Linked DNA regions of Gossypium hirsutum: region 2 is linked to region 1. A link is a contact called in public Hi-C data. All regions are on one chromosome and are shown on one strand. The core of a region is the stretch at or near the end of the contact, and the rest is flanking DNA. Distances in the headings are between cores, read along the strand shown.

Region 1 (3,100 bases), core at 404-2,903:
CCTAAAATATAAAACTTTAAAATATATATTTAATACAATAAAATATATATTGTATTTATTTATGTTTTTTTTAATATAATAAAATATTTATTATATTTATGGTAGTATTTTTTTAATATAAATACTTTTTGATGTGTTAGAAAACTTTTATTTTAACATTTTTTAGTGCTGTATTATATTTTTTAAAATTTATTTTCAAATAAAAATTAATATAAAAAATCAAATATGAGCAGGTCGGGTGAGGCTCAAATTTACCTTTTTTAAATTAGACCGAACTTGGGCAAAAAAGTAAGTCTATTTTTTGGGTCGAACCTGAGCTTGAATATTTGGTTTAAAAACCTTGTATAGGCTTGACTTAATTTTGGCTCAGTCTAACCCATAAACACCTCTACCTAGACTCTTTATAAGCATGTTTTCTTTTATGGATGACAAAAAACTTCCTTGCTTGAATCTATTTTGTTTAAATGTAATGTCAACCTCGATTTAATTCAATTGATTTCTATTAGGAGTACAATAGTGTTTTTTTAACATTATAGAAAAATAGTTAAATTTCAATTTTAATATTTTTTATTAGGTTTAAATTTTAATTTTAATTTTTATACTTTAATTTTTAATATAAATTGATTTCTATTTTTTATAATAATATTGATTAGTTTAAATAGTTAATATCATTAAATTTTTTATTAAAATGTTACATAATTTAGGGTACACGTGATCTCTTATTTTTTGGAGTTTGTTTTGTTTCGTTTTTTTAGGCATTATTAGACAATAGTCAAACTTTACTAGACTAAAACATGAAATTTCATCTATATACTTGATATTTTTGACATAATTTGGTCCTGTTATTTTATAATATCATTAGTTAGTCTAAATAATTATATTGTTAATTACTTCAATCAAAATATTAACATCATTTCTATAAGAACACTATTCGAACAAAATGTTAAGAGTTATATTATTAACATTTTTGTAAGTTACTATAGAACAAAAGGGTACTAGAAAGCATTAGAGTTTGTGTTTTGAGAAGCTGTCTAAAATGTTTAATAATAGAGAAAGTTTAATAAAATAAGCTAGAGGATTAATGAAGGGAAAAGGAGAAGAATTAAGGAGAAAGCACACTCTTCATTTGCCCTTTTCCTGTGTGATCCGCATGTTATACAAATGGTGTTGTCCACTTCACCTCTATTTTCGAAGGTTTTTATTTTAATTTGTTCAATCTTTAAGTTTTTCTTTAAAATGAATTTATAGACTCTTTAATGAAGACGAACTTGTACTAATCTTGTTGATTATTTTGTAAAATTCCACTTGTATGAATCCTATTTTATGGAAAAAAAAACATAAGTGATATAACATGGATTTAAAATGACTCCAAGCTATTTTAATTGTCATTGTCTTATTGACTTGGCGTACCTTGCCGAACAAGTACTAGGGAGGAATTCAAACTTGTTAATTGCTCGTTTCTGCATTTATTACATGAAAGTTGAAATTAAGTACTTTTAAGAAAAATGAAAAAAAAAAGTCATTCTCACAACAGGTGGCATGCATTTAAACCGGAATGGAACTTAAAATAGTGGAGGCTCCTTCACCAACCAGCAGATATCTGGCAGAGAAAGCATTAAACGTTAAACCAGGCTCAGCTCAGTGGGTGGTGCCTTGCCTCGTGGGGGTGTGGGGGCAACAAAAGCCACAGCTCGGATTTAATTGCATATCGATAGGACTCTTTATCTACCCCTATTTATGAATAAGCTGATGAGACAATACATTGAAAGAGAAAGCCTCATTTAATGGATTTAACTGTAAATCAACACTATTGCTTTCACATTGCATCTCATCTGGATTTTGTCAGGATGGATGGGCCCTTTACTCCACAATTATGATGTTACATATCTATTTCTATTCAACAAAATTGGGTTTTTCCTAATGTTGACAAACATTTGTATGTTAGCCGTTTCTTTGTAGCTTCATTGTAGATAACGAATTCAACCTACGTATCTTTCCATTTTCTTCACCATTTATTCAAATTTACATCAATAACTGTTACATAATCTCATTTATTATAATGGGAGTGACTGAATTTTGGTGTCACTCTTAATTCAGTAGGTATTTAGATTGTGTTTTTAATTTTATTGTTTGATAATGGATAAGTTAATTTAGTTAATTGAATTTTAGCTTGATTGACATCGGTATTTTTAATGGAGGATGTGAGTTTAAGCGTGTCGAAGCACATTTATCCTCCTATTTATGATTTAGGTAAGGGTTATGAATAATTCTAAGAATTGTATAGAAAAAATAGATAAGTTAGTTTAAAACATTTTTAGCACTTCTATACAAATGTGAGCAAATATGTAGTTAGTGAGCCATTTATAGATCTAAGGGTATTTAGACTTTTTAATTTTTAGAGCAAACTACATTATTGTCTCTAAACTTTAATCGAGATTACGTTTCAACCACATAACTTTTTTTTTTGTAACGCCTCAAAAATTTAGGAATTTAATTGTGAGAATCTATAGTAATTAAATTATTGTATGTATGGTTCTGTGCTCTGCTTTTGGGTCTAAAATCTGGAGTTTGAGTTGCATTGCTAAAAGTTTTGCTATTTTTAAACAACCCTTATCCATGTGTTAGGTGGATAAGTGCAATTCTTGATAAATCAGTGTCAAGAATAAGTTTAATGGTTCACTAGTTAAGTATCTGTCTGTATTTTGTCTAGTTTCGAGTTTGAATCCCATCGTACGCATTAGGATTTTTTTTTTGCAAATGTCGGAAGGGGTGGTGGTTAATTTAAAACATTCTAAGAAAATGTTATCGTTCTTTTTATTTTTTCTAAAATTTTTGTTCTTTGTTTTCCTATTCTTCCTTTTTTTTATTTTTTTTCATTTTTCTTTTATTTTTTCTTCTTTTTGCAATTTATTTTTATGTGAATCAGGAAGTCTTATTGTCTGTAAGGCTGATATTGTGTAAGTTCCGTTGTGATTTACTTTCGTTTGTGATTTCCATTGTGTCAACACTTTTCCTTCGAAACGGGATTTTGCTCGTTTACTTGACGTTCTGTTAAACACTCGATCGGTTACTTTGTTTAGGCAAGGATATTGCAGGATAC
Region 2 (3,195 bases), core at 531-3,030, 77 kb before region 1:
TATATATATATTATGATAAGTACATAGACCCCATTGATCATCATCTCAATATTGGCCAAATCCGTCATTTTCGTCTTCTATCTCCAAGAATTTATATTGAAAAAGTGTAAAATTTTGAAAAAAGAAAAAAAAGGGAAAATATGATGATGATGGTGGTGGTGTTTATTTAATAGATACATCTATTTCATGGGTTAGTTTTTTAGCAATGAAAAAATTAAATATTAAAAATTCCATGTGGGTTTAATTTTTTATTTAAAAATGAAATGAAGGATATGCCCTACGCATGGAGCACTTAACACTCAATATATTCCATTTAGGATCAAACTTTTTAATTTTCTTAATTTCTCACTCTTAAATTAAAATGCCAACACGTACCTAATTTATTTATTTACTGATTTTGATAATAAGCTAATTTATTTATTTAAATTCAATATTAAGTACTAATTGACTTTAAACCTCATTAGACTTGCCTGATTAAGAATTTTATTTTGGGAGGTAGAGGATAAAAGAAGGATTAAAGCATGCACCCATTTCATGAGAATTCAACATATATATATTATTTTTCTTTTATTTTTTGTTTTCCAAAAAGAAAATTAAAATTAACTAAAAGTTGTATCAAAGTGGAAATCACCTAATTAGAATATAGATGTGGTTTTAAAAATAACCTATCATAAATAATGAAGCATATGGTTTGAAACTAATTAATAATAATACACGAAATATGTATAATATTTAAATAAAAAATTATATTGAATTGTGAGTAAAATGAAATTAAAACACATAAATACTCAAATTAAAAATACTAAAAGAATACAATTATTTATCATAGTGTTGTCATCAATCCTAAGTTGATGTTCAGTTAATTTGAGACACCAATTCAATCAACAATATTATTAATAAAATTAAAATAAAGCATCGGTTGAGTAATAAATTTGTGGTTTTCATATACCAATTGGCATAGAATCAAATTTCACCAAATGCATATATTGTTTATTTTTTATTAATAAAAAGGCTAAAATACCATCAAATAATATAACTTATTTTAAATACGAAAAGATATTTTGGTAGTTTCCCTAATCAAGTTTGTGCTTGGTTTACTTGTGACACCAACTCAGTAAGGGGTTTAAATAACAATATAGATATAACTTATTTTAAATATGAAAAAACATTTTGGTAATTTTTCTTATGGAGTTGGTGCCATGTTGACTTGTAACACCAACTCAATTAAGTGTTTAAATAATATTATAGATATAAAAGTATGCATAATAAGATTAAAATATATAAAAAGTAAAAATAAAGTATTAGTTGAATGATAAATTTAAAGTTTTATTAATATAATTGGTATGAGTTCAAATTTTATTATATGTATATATATTATATTTAAATAAAAAATACTAAAATAACTTCGAATAATATAATTTATTTTAAACACGAAACGAAATTACGAGAATTCCTCTAACCAAATTACAGCCTACACCTCTTAAATCACATCAATTTTGCAATTCACACGCTATAAATTCCAATTCAGCGGTCACAATTAATTTTACCAAAAAAAAATGATATCAAGAATAATATATATTTATTATTTATATTAGACTATATTGCAATGATTTAAATATATGTTGTATAAATAACAGTATTAAATTATATTTAATTTTTCGAAAAGAATAACCAAAAAAGAGAATATATATATATAATTAACGGTCAACTTTGAGGGGTGAGTGGCGTAGAAGAAGGCACAACCATTGACAGCGACATTGAGGGTTGATAGATTCGGGAAGTTGAATGCGACGTCGTCGTTTAGGACAAATTACTCTCGACAACGATGCTCACTTTAACCTCTCACTTTCTTTGACCTCAAATCAAATCCCACCACTTTCTTTTTATATACTGGTTACAAAAATAAAATTAATTATTTTTCATGTTTTATAACCAATTTTTTATAAAATTATTAAATAAAAAGATCAATACACCTTAATAAAAAATATAATTTGATTTTTATATGAAATACAAATTTAATATTTTCATAATTGAATTGATATTTAATTGATTCATAACATCAATCTAATAAAAGATTTAAAATAAATATAAATAATTTATTTTTACAAATAATATAAAATTCATTTTCACACAAAACTTTTGGTTGGCCTGGTTTTAGTGTCATGATCTACGAATAAATTCAATTAGAAGACAAAGTAGAAGATATATATATATGATAAAACTTGGCCTATAATTTTATTCAAATTAGAAAAAGAAAAATAATAAAGTAAAAACAAACCCTGAACTAGAAACAAAGGCCCATTAAAAACCCAATCCGTCCTACAATTCTAAAGCTTAAACGAGCCCAAACTTTAAAAAATACTCATTTCAAAACAAAACCCTAAAGAAACTACCCCGTAGCCAGTTTCCATTTCTGACGATCCCTCTTCTTCTTCAACAATTTGTCTCTTCAAGCTCTGAAAGATAACTGTCAACCACGTCAAAACTCTCAATTGATCCAAGGCATCTCTGAAATGAGCGATTTTACTCGCTATTTTAGTTACTCTTTTACTAAAGAAACTTTGGATCTCAAATGCCTTTCCATTTTCCTATCATTTTCTTCTCTTAAAAAATAGAAATACTCTTTCTTCAACCCCTCAAATCTATTGTTTCCTTGTATTCAAATTTGTAAAGTTCCTTAGATTTTACATAATCCCTTCAACTTCCTCCTCTTCCACCTTGTATGTCAACCTTGACGGCCCTAACTATCGAACTAAAAAGACCAGAAGCCAAATAAGTATTCTCGCTCTCGATCAAACCTTCTTTTGCAAGTATATGAGCCACTTTGTTTGTTTGTCTCCTTGCATGCTTAAATCTACAACTAACAAAGTTGCTTCTTAATCTTTTAGCATCTAAAATATAAACCCTGATTTCATATCTATCCTCTTCCTCACTTAGTATTTTTTTAATAATAGCTAACACGTCGCCATCAACTTCAACTCTTAAAAAGCCTGACTCTGCTTCGAATCTAACCGCCTAGACAAATGCGAGTGCCTCTGCTGTAAACGTCGTCGGTATATGCTCGTTATTGTAAGCTTTTACTTTTAAAATATTACCAAAAGAATTTCTGATGACGATTCCTGTACATGACTTTTTATTTTGTTTACCAAATGCAGCATCAAAGTTGATTTTAACATTCTTTCCCTTCAAAGGATT

Evidence for each region. A called contact is a pair of places that touch in the nucleus more often than the background predicts.
Region 2: a Hi-C map of leaf shows a contact between it and region 1, with 2.7 times the contacts expected there. The contact joins two enhancer-like sites. A contact is called at or near these places in 3 of 34 Hi-C or Micro-C datasets (all in leaf).

The regions. Positions count from the first base shown.
Region 1 is chrA10:16,326,289-16,329,388 of Gossypium_hirsutum_v2.1, reverse strand. No RefSeq gene overlaps it. Among protein-coding and RNA genes, the nearest start is that of LOC121207941, 8.1 kb to the right of the region's middle. Within about 2 kb of position 1,653, at least 1 of the 9 cell types and tissues checked has an H3K27ac peak or open chromatin away from gene starts, as enhancers often do. A contact at or near this core is called in leaf, where this site is marked.
Region 2 is chrA10:16,402,951-16,406,145 of Gossypium_hirsutum_v2.1, reverse strand. No RefSeq gene overlaps it. Among protein-coding and RNA genes, the nearest start is that of LOC121208764, 12 kb to the right of the region's middle. Within about 2 kb of position 1,780, at least 3 of the 9 cell types and tissues checked have an H3K27ac peak or open chromatin away from gene starts, as enhancers often do. A contact at or near this core is called in leaf, where this site is marked.